Linked DNA regions of Mus musculus: region 1 is linked to region 2. A link is a contact called in public promoter capture Hi-C data. All regions are on one chromosome and are shown on one strand. The core of a region is the stretch at or near the end of the contact, and the rest is flanking DNA. Distances in the headings are between cores, read along the strand shown.

Region 1 (5,157 bases), core at 2,206-4,705, 210 kb before region 2:
AAAGGTTAAAAGTTCCTGAGCACCTTTAGTTGTATCAGGGAGAGGCTTTGCCATCTCTATATATCTGAGACATTGGGGTCTTTGATATGGCTGTGCTCATAACAATAATACATATTCATTCAGGATTTCATCTGCTCCTCATATGGTATTGAACCTTGGTCCTCTGGAAGAGCAGTTAATGCTGTTAGCCACTGAGCCACCTCTCTGTCTCTCTGTCTTCCTGCCTCTCTGTCTCTGTCTCTCTCTGTGTTTGTGCGCATGCATGTGCAAGTGTACATGTGGAACAAATCACACGTGGAGGTCAGAGGACTTTTGGAAAGCAGTTCTCTCCTTCCAACTGTGGTTTCTGGGGATTGAATCCAGGCCCTCAGGCTTGATGGAAAGATTTTTTTTTTGTTTTTTTTTTGTTTTTTGATTTTGTTTATTCTGTCTGTTTCATCTCTCTTGTTTGTGAATGAGTATTTTATCACAGCAACAAGCAAAGAAACTAAGACTGTGTTATTTCATTTTATCTTCACAAACCACTGAAGCTTGGATCCTGTGATTTTTACTGCTATTTCCCATAACTGCAGGCCACGGGGGACAAGCACCTGACTCACATTTACCCTCCAGGAAGGGGCAGTTTACCTCTTCTGCCCACCTCCTATGTCGCTTCTTCTTGTAAGTGATCCACAAATGCTGGTTAAACAAGCATTTGTTTACATGATGGTCACTATGACACAATTATTCCCCTCCATTCACAAAAGTGCCACAATGTCTCTTCAGACACACCAGAAGAGGTCACACACCAGATCCCATTACAGATGGTTGTGAGCCACCATGTGGTTGCTGGGAATTGAATTCAGGACCTCTGGGAGAGCAGTCAGTGCTCTTAATCACTGAGCCATCTCTCCAGTCCCCTATCTCATTTTTAAAAAATCGATTAAGAATCTCAATTGAGTGATCAGGGGAAAATTATTTATGAATAGTACAATTATTATATGAGAACACCAACATCTTCTCTAAACGGCCCATATGAGCCATAAGTTATCTCTTAATAGTTCCATGTGGAATCCAGATATTCACCCTGAGGAAGCGTTATCATCCCAGGTCCCAGCTTTTGTCCAAGCTGTCGCTCTCAGACCTCATAAGTTCATCGGTTCTCCCCGTAGTTTTGTAAACCAGCATAAACTTGGTTTATTTCAGGGATAGTCAGTAGTGATGTAATACAAAACATACTGATCGATTGTCGTGTGCTGTTAACCTTTATTGAGAAACTGGATGTAGGGGGATTTCCCTTAGCAATCTTGACCCAAGCATTCTTTTTTATTATTTTTTTATTATTTATTTATTTATTTGTAGTTTTTCAAGACAGGGTTTCTCTGTGTAGACCTGGCTGTCCTGGAACTCACTTTGTAGACCAGGCTGGCCTTGAACTCAGAAATCCGCCTGCCTCTGCCTCCCGAGTGCTGGGATTAAAGGCGTGCGCCACCACTGCCCGGTGACCCAAGCATTCTTATATAAAGTGTCCACCAAAGCCCTTTGTCTGGGGGGAGGCTGGCGCCTTGCTTCTGTGACTGGCAGAGAGTAGAGCAAAATAACCCAAGAGTAAAAACACTGTGCTCTTGTGCACAGCTGGAAGATACACTTTCCCCAGATGTTACCGTGGTGTAAATCTGCCTCCAGTGTGAACAGGAAGCCTGGACCTCTTTGACAAAGATACTGTCAGTGGGGGAAACTACAGCATGGCTGTCCCCTGACCCCACCCCAGGCCTCTGCTAGATGTTGTCAGCCCGATGTCCTGATGTTTACTCCACATCTGCTACTTGCTGTTTGTTCTTTTATTTTTGCTCGCTACCTGCCTAACATACTCAATCATTTGAACCTGGAAGTCCAGGGGCTGGAGAGATGGCTCTGTGGGTTGAGAGGACTGGCTACTCTTCCAGAGGAACCAGGGTCTTATGCCCATGACCCTAATGATGGCAGAACACAACCATCTCCAGTCCCTAGACGATTGTCCCATGTGCTCTTCCAACTTCCACAGGCACTGCAGGTTATATGGTGCACAGACACGTATGTAGGCAAAACACCCCGCACAAAATATAACAATGAAAAATTATATATAATTTTTATACATCAAAATAATCATAAAAAATAAAAAGAAATTGAAAATAAAAGAGAATCTGGTCTCTGTTTGAAGGCTGGGACTCTTCCTTCTGGCTGGTCTGGTAGCTTCTGCTGCTTCCTGTTCGGCCAGCTCAGCCTCCTTCTGGTCTCTTCTGCACTTGTTCTTGTCTGCTCTTCTCCTCTCCCTCCCTTCCCATGCCAGCTGTGGGAGTGAGGCCCCAGTGCCAGCAGGCTAGAGCCACACAATGGGCCCTTAGTCTGGGCAAAGAATCCCTGCAGTGTATCCCACCCACTGAAGCCCTCTTCCAGGCCCAGGGTGGTGTGGGTGAGGGATCGAAGCCATTGGTTGGCAGGGCAGGGGATGGCCTTGGCTGTGGAGGACCCACAGGGTTTTACTATGTAAACACCACTCACAATGGCAGCTTGTCTTCCTACCCCAGCCCCATGTCGCCAAGGAGTCTCGGAGCTACACTAATTCTGCACTTGTAAGCATTTACCTTGGTCCCTTCTCATTCTTGCTGTTAACATCTGTACATTATTATCTCTTTCCTTCTTCTTCTTTCTTGTCTTTTTTTTTTCAGAGCTATTCCTTATTCTTCTATTCCTTATTTCCCTTCCTTTTTGAGACAGTAGCTCATGTGTATCCTGGTAGTCCAGTACTTCCCCACTTGCTGTGTAGATAAACTGGCTTTGAACTTGCACTGACCCCATTGCCTGTGTCTTGGAAGGGCTAGGAATATTGATGTGAATCAACCCACACACCTGTGCTCTCTCTGTCTCTCTCTGTCTGTCTCTGAGATCTCACTATGTAGCTCCAACTGTCCTGGAACTTATGAAGATTAAGCTGCCTTTGAACTCACAGAGACAAGCACTCTGGATTTGGATCCCCGGAACTGGGGTTATGGTACTACCATATGGGTGCTAGGAATCAAACCCCAACCCTTTGTAAGAGCACAACAAGTACACTTAACCACTGAGCCATTTCTCCAGCCCCTCATCAAGCTGTCTCTTCCTCTTTCCCGGTACATCCCACAGGTCCCTGCGATTGGTATGGGGGTTATTCTTCCCACTTTGCAGATGTGGAAGTTAAGGCACTAGTTGCTGGCACTACTGTATGTTTCTCCTTTCTATGCACTCACTGTGCTCTTGTCCCCAAGGTGCCCACCTAGCACCTGGACGAGGAACGGCCGAATATTTAGCACCACGGACAGCTCCTGCAAGGTGCGGAGGCGCCGGTGCCTTGCTTCTCGCGAGCGCTCGTGGAATAGCCTTACGAGCAGTGTGGGAGTCTCGCGAGAGTGGTTGCAGCAGGCAGGGCGGCACGGGAGCGCGCGGGCCCGCCTCGGACGCGCGCGCACGCTCCCCGCCCCCAATCCGGGAGCCGCTCGCGGCCCGCTCCGCGCCTGATCGCCCGGTGCAGCGCAGCTCAGCGCGGCGCAGCGCGACTACCTTTCTGCAGCCGAGCGGTCGGGGCTGGTGAGTCCTGGGCCTGGAGACCCAAGGAGGGCACTGCGGGGAAGCTACGAGCTGGGTTGGAGAGGTGTCAGCGGCTCCAATTTTCTGCCTTCAAAGAGTCCCTCTTCATTTGAGGGGGTAGGTCGAGCTTCTGGAGAGGTGGGGAGTCGAGGTGACCTTTCCTGCTTGGGGTGGTAAGCGCTCTTTGTACACCCCTAAATCCTCCTCCCCATTCCTGTTTCCTCTTTCCTCTGTCCCCGCAGAGGGAGCCCGGGATTTGGGTGACGTCAGGCCCTTGGATGGAGCCTGGGCTTTGGGCCCTCCACCCCACAAACCCCGAGTTCCACCTGGCATTCCCTGGAAGCCGGCCTCCTCCTTTTGGGATGGCGCATGCGGCCGGGGATGGGAACGTCTGGAATCTAGTGACCGTGGTATCACAAAAGGCACCTGCAGGTGGACCCAAGTTGTACTCATCCCTGGAAGGCCGACCTTTGTACCGCGGGTCTGAGCAGCCTGGTTTTTGGAGGAGGGGGATGGGTGCACTGCCTAGGGCCCGGATACCACCAGGGCTTTGGGGAGTGGGATGGGGGTGCTGGATGTAGCGCATCCAGCATTAGCACCAGTCAGTCACGAGGAAGGAGGGGAGATGTGTAAGAACCAATCCCCGTCCTTGCCTTGAGGTTCTCCTGATCTGGAGTCTGGGGGAGTCAAGTAAGACTAGGACTGATAATTGGTTGTTAAAGGCCGACTTGAGGAGATCAGCAAAGGCCAGGGCTGGAGACAGAGACAAGAGGCAGCAGCTGTCAGGAGGAGACTTTCTGGAGGTGGGATTTGGAAGGAGGCAGAGGCGAGAGAGGGCATCTCAGTGTGGTAATGGACAAAGTTCAGAGGTGGGCATGAAGCACTGCTGCTCCACCCCAGCCTGTCTGTGGTGTGTGTGGGAGGGATGGTCTAGAGAAATGTGCAACCCGTGCGTTACCCATTATGTCTTCTCCATCAGGACTGTGAAAGAGGGAGATGATTCTGGCAGGGCCACGGTTGGCAGAGAGATTTTGCTTGGGGTTGCTAGTTTAGCGTCTGTGGGAACTTGGAGAGATAGGACCAGCTCTCCATTGCTGAGAGAGAACCGTGGCAGGGATGGGCCATCGAAAATGGAGTGTTAGTAGAGGGGATTAGGAGTCCTGGGACTTGTGGCCATTTCTATTTTTCTTTCCTTTATGTTTTTAAATTGTAATCTACATATACATATATATGGGTGTTTTGCCTGCTTGTATGTGCACCATTGTGTGCAGTGTCCTCCGACCCAGCGTTGGAGCCCATGGAGTTACAAATGGTTGTAAGTTGCCATGTGGGTACTGGGGAAAGTTTGGTCTTCTGGAAGTGCAGTCAGGGCTCTTAATCACTGAGCCATCTCTCCAGTGTGGTTGTCTCTTTAGCCCCCTCTTTGGCTGGTCACTGCTGAACAAGTTGATACCCCTCTCTGGGTATCTTTCTGCTAACACTTTCTCTAGGGACAAAATAAGTGGACTAAGTAGTGACCTCCCTTGAGGAAGTGTCTTGTTCTGTTTAAGAGAACCCTCTGAGTTCTCCCTTTTC
Region 2 (5,157 bases), core at 448-2,947:
TTGCAGGCTAATCATGACATAATGGGGTCCTCCTTGGGTCTACAGCCTGAGAGTTCTAGACCACAGGAGCCAAGGGCACTCACTGTCTTCCTCCCAAGTCACTCCTGACATCAGGAGTGGAAGAAGATGCTACGCACAAGGGAGAAGAGGGCAGAGTTAGTATGTGTGATAGTAGGAAACAATATCTCCTTGAGAGAAGGCTGAGCCTGTCAGATTTGGCATGACCCAGAGCTGGCAGGGCACAGATGCACCTTTCTAGTGTTAAAGCATGTTAGTAAGATACAAAACCCAGGCAACCTGGGCTTCTGTCCCAATTTGCAATGTGATTTGGAAAGCCCCAAACCTCAGAGTCTCTCCTCTATTTGTCTAGCCTCTATTTGTAAAAAAATCTTCCAGCTCTAATCCAAGAGACACCCTCCCCTTCTCCTTGAGTGACCTCACTTCCTCTTCCTAATCCTACCTGGAGCCCAGCCCCTCCGCCCCAGCCCCATCTTCTCCCATACCTGTGCCCTCAGCTCTGTTCTGACTCAGGCAGTCCTGATCTTTGGGTCAAGATGGGTGTTCTGAGTGGTTTTGCCCCAAAAACTAATTTTGATCTCTATGGTGTTCAACTATTCTTCACCATGCGACCCTGCCTTGGCCTTGGGCAGTCCTGGAACTGCAAGGATTAGATTCCTTCCAAGAAAGAGGTGCTAGCGCTGAGCTGGGCAAGGCCCCACAACCAGATGGGCTAGAGTCCAGGTGAACAGAGGCAGTGGGTTTCCCAGCCCCTTTCTGCAACACATCAGCTTGGCTAGGGATGCTTCATCCCATCAGCTTTCCAGGTTGCTCATGCTCAGACCGGTTCTGGTGCGACACATTTGCCAGAAAGGCTCAGATGCCCACCAAGGCCGCTTGGCAATATCTCCAGAGTCTCATTCCTGGCCCACTCCAGGTCACTAGGAGCTGATATATACTCGTCTGTACTTTACCTCATAAGTCCTTCTTAATTTCCTAATGCAACTTGTTTGTTGAGGAAGTTAGGGCTGCCTCGAGATATCCTTTAGCATTTTTATTGTCTTGCTAGGAACTGAGTGTGGTGGTCCAAGCTTTTGACTGCAGCACTCAGAAGGCTGAGGCTGGTGTGTCTCTGAGTTCACGGCCAGCCTGGTCTACATAGTAAGTTCCCAGACAGCCACAGCTATATAGTGTGACCTTCCCAAACAAAACAAAGCAAAAGCAAAACAAAAAAAAAAAAAGGACTGCTAGATAGCCCAGGCTCAGCTCAAACTCTCAGCAATTCCCCTGCCTCAGCCTCCCATACCCCAATTTATGTGCTACACATCTTTTCGAAGCCTGATGGCCCTATTTCTAAGAGGCAGAATATCACTTTTACAAATGAGGAAACTGAAGCTCATAGAGGTTAAGTGGCAGGTCCAAGGTCACATGGCTAGAAAGTAGCAAGGAATGAATGATCTAACGGAATGACTGAATGAGGGCTTACGATCGCCCTCGGGGCAGAGGTTTGAGGAAGGAGGCGAGCGAAGACTGTGCACAAAGCCAGAGGCCGGGTCGCGGGAAAGTTGGTTCCACTCAGGCCTTCGGCACGGGAGGACCCAGGGGAGCGCAGGCTCCCAGAGGCACAGCCGGGTTCTGCCCCCACTCAACGGCCCGCCCCGCCCCCGCCCCGCCCCCGCCCCGCCCCGCTCGGGACCACAAACGGCGCCCAGCGGCAGCACGAACGGTCGCGCGGAACGTCTCTCTGGGCTAGCTGCCTGCCGCGACTTCCCGCGCAAGGCCGGCGGGACAGGGACCCGCAGCCTAGGCGGCGCTGAAAGATGCCGCGGCTGCTCCGGGTGGCGGCCGCTAGAAGCCTGGTGCTCTGAAGGTAGGAGCTCGCCTACCCGGCAGGCGCGGAAACTTGGGCCGAGTTTGCGGGCGGCGCGTGGGCAAGGGGCGGGTGGCCCTGCCCCAGGGCGCCCCTACCGGCCAGCCCCAGGACGGAGCGCGGGGACCGGGGCCCAGGTGCTGAGGCTTCGGGCGGTCAGACTACGGGGCCCAGTCATACCGCTGCCCAGACTTTGCCAGGACTTGGATGCTCCCTGGGCCTGGTAGAGCTCCGGAGCCACAGCACTGCCTGGGCGTTAGGGCTGGCGAAGAGTCAGGCGGATCCCTCGGGCCTCTCGCGGGGCCAGGCTCACGCGGATTGCCGGGCGCCGATTCGGGGTGGCGGTGGGGGGTTGGGATTGGTGGCGGCGGGCGCTGAGGTGCCGCGGGGCCGTGGACGAACCCTGTTGGAACAGGACCGCCTGCGGTTTCCTAGCCACTGCTTGACTCACTCTCTGGCCACAGCCCAAGCTGGCGGGATCGTCCCGAAGGAGGTGGCTGCCCAGACTTTGAGGCCGCCCCCCCCCCAGCCCCCCAGCCTTCTGGACCTCAGTGCAGTCTGCGGGCATCGATCCGTGGGGTTCCCAGTGCGAATCTCCTGACTTTTTTACACGTTTACGTGAGCTAAGGAAGGGCACCGTTGGGCAGTGGGGGGCATGTGTGCAGATTCGGGCCATGCATGTACGTGTAGGAACAGCTTTGCATGCGTGGCCCACGGCAGTCTGTGTGTCAGCCTGCCGGGGTGCACGTGCGTTGCAGAGGCGCGGAGAGAGAGGCTTGGGGACACCCGGAAGCCTGGTGTGGCGGTGGGGCGCCAGTTCCCTACTGAAGCCGGCTGGCTGTGAGCCACTGGCACGAGGGTCACGGGCGGGGCCGGGAGAGGGAAATTAGGAGCGGAGCATCCGGGGAGACCCTTTCTCTCAAACTGAGAAGTGTGGGCTGCTCCACGTTGAGTGAGTGCTCAGAACCTCAGCACGCAAAGTTTTTAGAAGACTGGTATCTGTTAGAGCGGAGAGAATACTGATGCGGGCCTCAACTTGGCTGGGATCGCGCTCTTCATGAGGCCCCAAGGATGTGACGTGGAAATGGACCCACGGAGTTGTCTGTCTCCCTCGTGGAAAAGCAGGAGTGTAGGCGCTTGACCCTGCCCTGGGTTCTGGCTGAGGTTAGAACTCCTCTAAGAACTGGCAGAACTTGGACATCTTCACGGTAGGATCACCTGTTGGCCCTACCTTCCCCAAGCGCCTTAGGCTACTTTGGTATCCGGAAACAAGGCACCTTCTTTTTGGCTACTCTCTCAGTGGGGGTGGCCTCTACCGAGGGAGCTTTCCATCCTACTGGCCGGGCATTACGTCACCGCCTCACCTTTCAGAGTCTTGGGTTGGCTTTTTGGCGCCCTCACTCCTCCTACAAAGACTCCTGAGGGTCCCAGGGGTCTGGTTCTCAGGAAGTCTCCAGGGCCAAAGGGCACGGGTTGGGCTGAGCCCTGGAGAGACGGACTCTTGAGAGGGGTGGTTAGAGCAGGTCCCAAGGAGCATTGGTGGAGGTGAGACCAAAGCCAGCCCTTAATTAACCCAGACCTCCCCAAGGATAGAGTGGGCTTGGTACCTTCTGAGCCATGTGAGTCTTGTGGTGCAGAGTCGGGTAGATCTCTTTCAAGGCCATTTTGGTCTGCATAGTGGGTTCCAGATGGAGAAACAGGGAGACCCAATGAGAAAATAAAATAAAGCAAAACCAACCATATAAGTATGGAGCAGTGCAGGATGGGGCCTTCCCTAGACCATATTACCACCCTTTACATTTTCTTGTCACCTTGCTGGTCTAGCTGAGCCCCTATAGTCATGACCACTGTTCAGAAAGGAGGAGAAAGGTGGTCCCTGCTTGCTGGTGACAGAAGTGTGTGACACTTTACCTGTGACCTACTTATAGGAATATTGATCCCATTTACCCTTTTCTAAGCCACTGGGAGTTTTAGGGGGTAGGAGTGCTCACTGGGGGAGGGAGAGGAGGGCCATTGATAACCCCAACTGAGAAACCTCAGAGGGAGCCACCCATAAGCCATTGGGGATGCCTGTTTCTTAACGAAAGTGCCTGTGATAACTGGACATTGGTCCTTACCCTTCTTTGGACTTCCCTCTGTGCTGTATTCTTTTCTTTCAAGTAGAACCTAGATTTATTAAGGAAACATGAGAAAGAAAGGAAGGAAGAAAAAGGGAGAGAGAAAGAAAGGAAGGAAGAAAGAAAGAGGGAGAGAAGAAGAAAGGAAAGAAGGAAATGGGAACAGCACCAGGGAGAGAGAGAGAGAGAGAGAGAGAGAGAGAGAGTGTGTGTGTGTGTGTGTGTGTGTTTCTCCCAGCACTTAGTCTGCCCATCACTAAAGCACTGTGGAAGTAGTTGCCAGCTAGGATTCTTGCCTTCCACCTCCCCTGGTGTACACACACATTTATCATGTTCACAAGGCTTGGCGATGACACTCCTTCCTTAAGCCAAGGACCTTCCTGTTGGCACCTCAGCGCCATCTGGTGGTCAGCTTTGACCCTGCTGCGAGCTGACCTTACTTGGTTACCCAGACACCTCTTAAGAGGGACTGCCCTGTCCAATCAAGACTAGTTTGGTTCTGGGGACCTGGCTTTGAGGTTCTGGATTTGGGTAAGACAAGCAGATCAATAAAGTGTTAGAAGAAACTAGAATTTGTAGGCAGTGCTGGGATTTCATGTCTTGGCAGGTTTATTTTTTGTTTTTGTTTTTGTTTTTTTTTTTAAGACCTGTGACATCTTGGAGTAGGAACTTCTTGTCCTATCCCTTTCATTAGTGACTTTGGGATAGATTCCTCTTTCCTAGGAAAGCCAAGGCAGCTGACACTCCAGCATTGCCCAGAACCCCAAGGCCCCTAGTACATGGTTCTTATGGTGGAGTGTAGACTTACCCTAGTACATGGTTCTTACGGTGGAGTGTAGACTTGTATGTACGGCCACAGCACACATACTTGTTCACTTGGGTTCTATACCTTAAAAACTACAGCTATAACTAGGTGGTGGTGAACGCCTCTAATCCCAGCACTCCGGAAGCAGAGGCAGATGGATCTTTTGCAAGTTTTTGAGGCCAGCCTTATATAGCTACAATAACAACAACAAACCTACAACCAGAAACAAAAAGTAGGGTCAGAAACCTGTGCAAGTGTCACTTCTGCACGGAGTCTCAGCTGAGTAATACTAAGAGCCAGGGTCTCGGATGACAACAAGTCAGAGTGGCCTGTGTTCTAACTATCTTGGCCTCTCCTCTCTTCCAGGT

What was found. Capture Hi-C pulls out chosen DNA fragments and counts their contacts.
Region 1: a promoter capture Hi-C map of liver shows a contact between it and region 2. The contact joins the promoter of Scamp5 here to the promoter of 1700017B05Rik in region 2. A contact is called at or near these places in 14 of 39 promoter capture datasets (the 3T3-L1 cell line, the C10 cell line, cranial neural crest and 8 more), 3 of 484 Hi-C or Micro-C datasets (bone marrow-derived macrophages, embryonic stem cells and neural progenitor cells), 20 of 115 datasets of contacts at active chromatin or transcription factors (the 230-238 cell line, the HPC-7 cell line, the SCID.adh cell line and 14 more) and 3 of 9 other capture datasets (adipose tissue, liver and pancreatic islet).

The regions. Positions count from the first base shown.
Region 1 is chr9:57,466,358-57,471,514 of GRCm38.p6, reverse strand. It overlaps Scamp5 (secretory carrier membrane protein 5), which reads left to right and starts at 3,455. Exons shown (of 7, transcript NM_020270.3): 1 at 3,455-3,582.
Region 2 is chr9:57,259,139-57,264,295 of GRCm38.p6, reverse strand. It overlaps 1700017B05Rik (RIKEN cDNA 1700017B05 gene), which reads left to right and starts at 1,697. Exons shown (of 3, transcript NM_028820.2): 1 at 1,697-1,867; 2 at 5,156-5,157.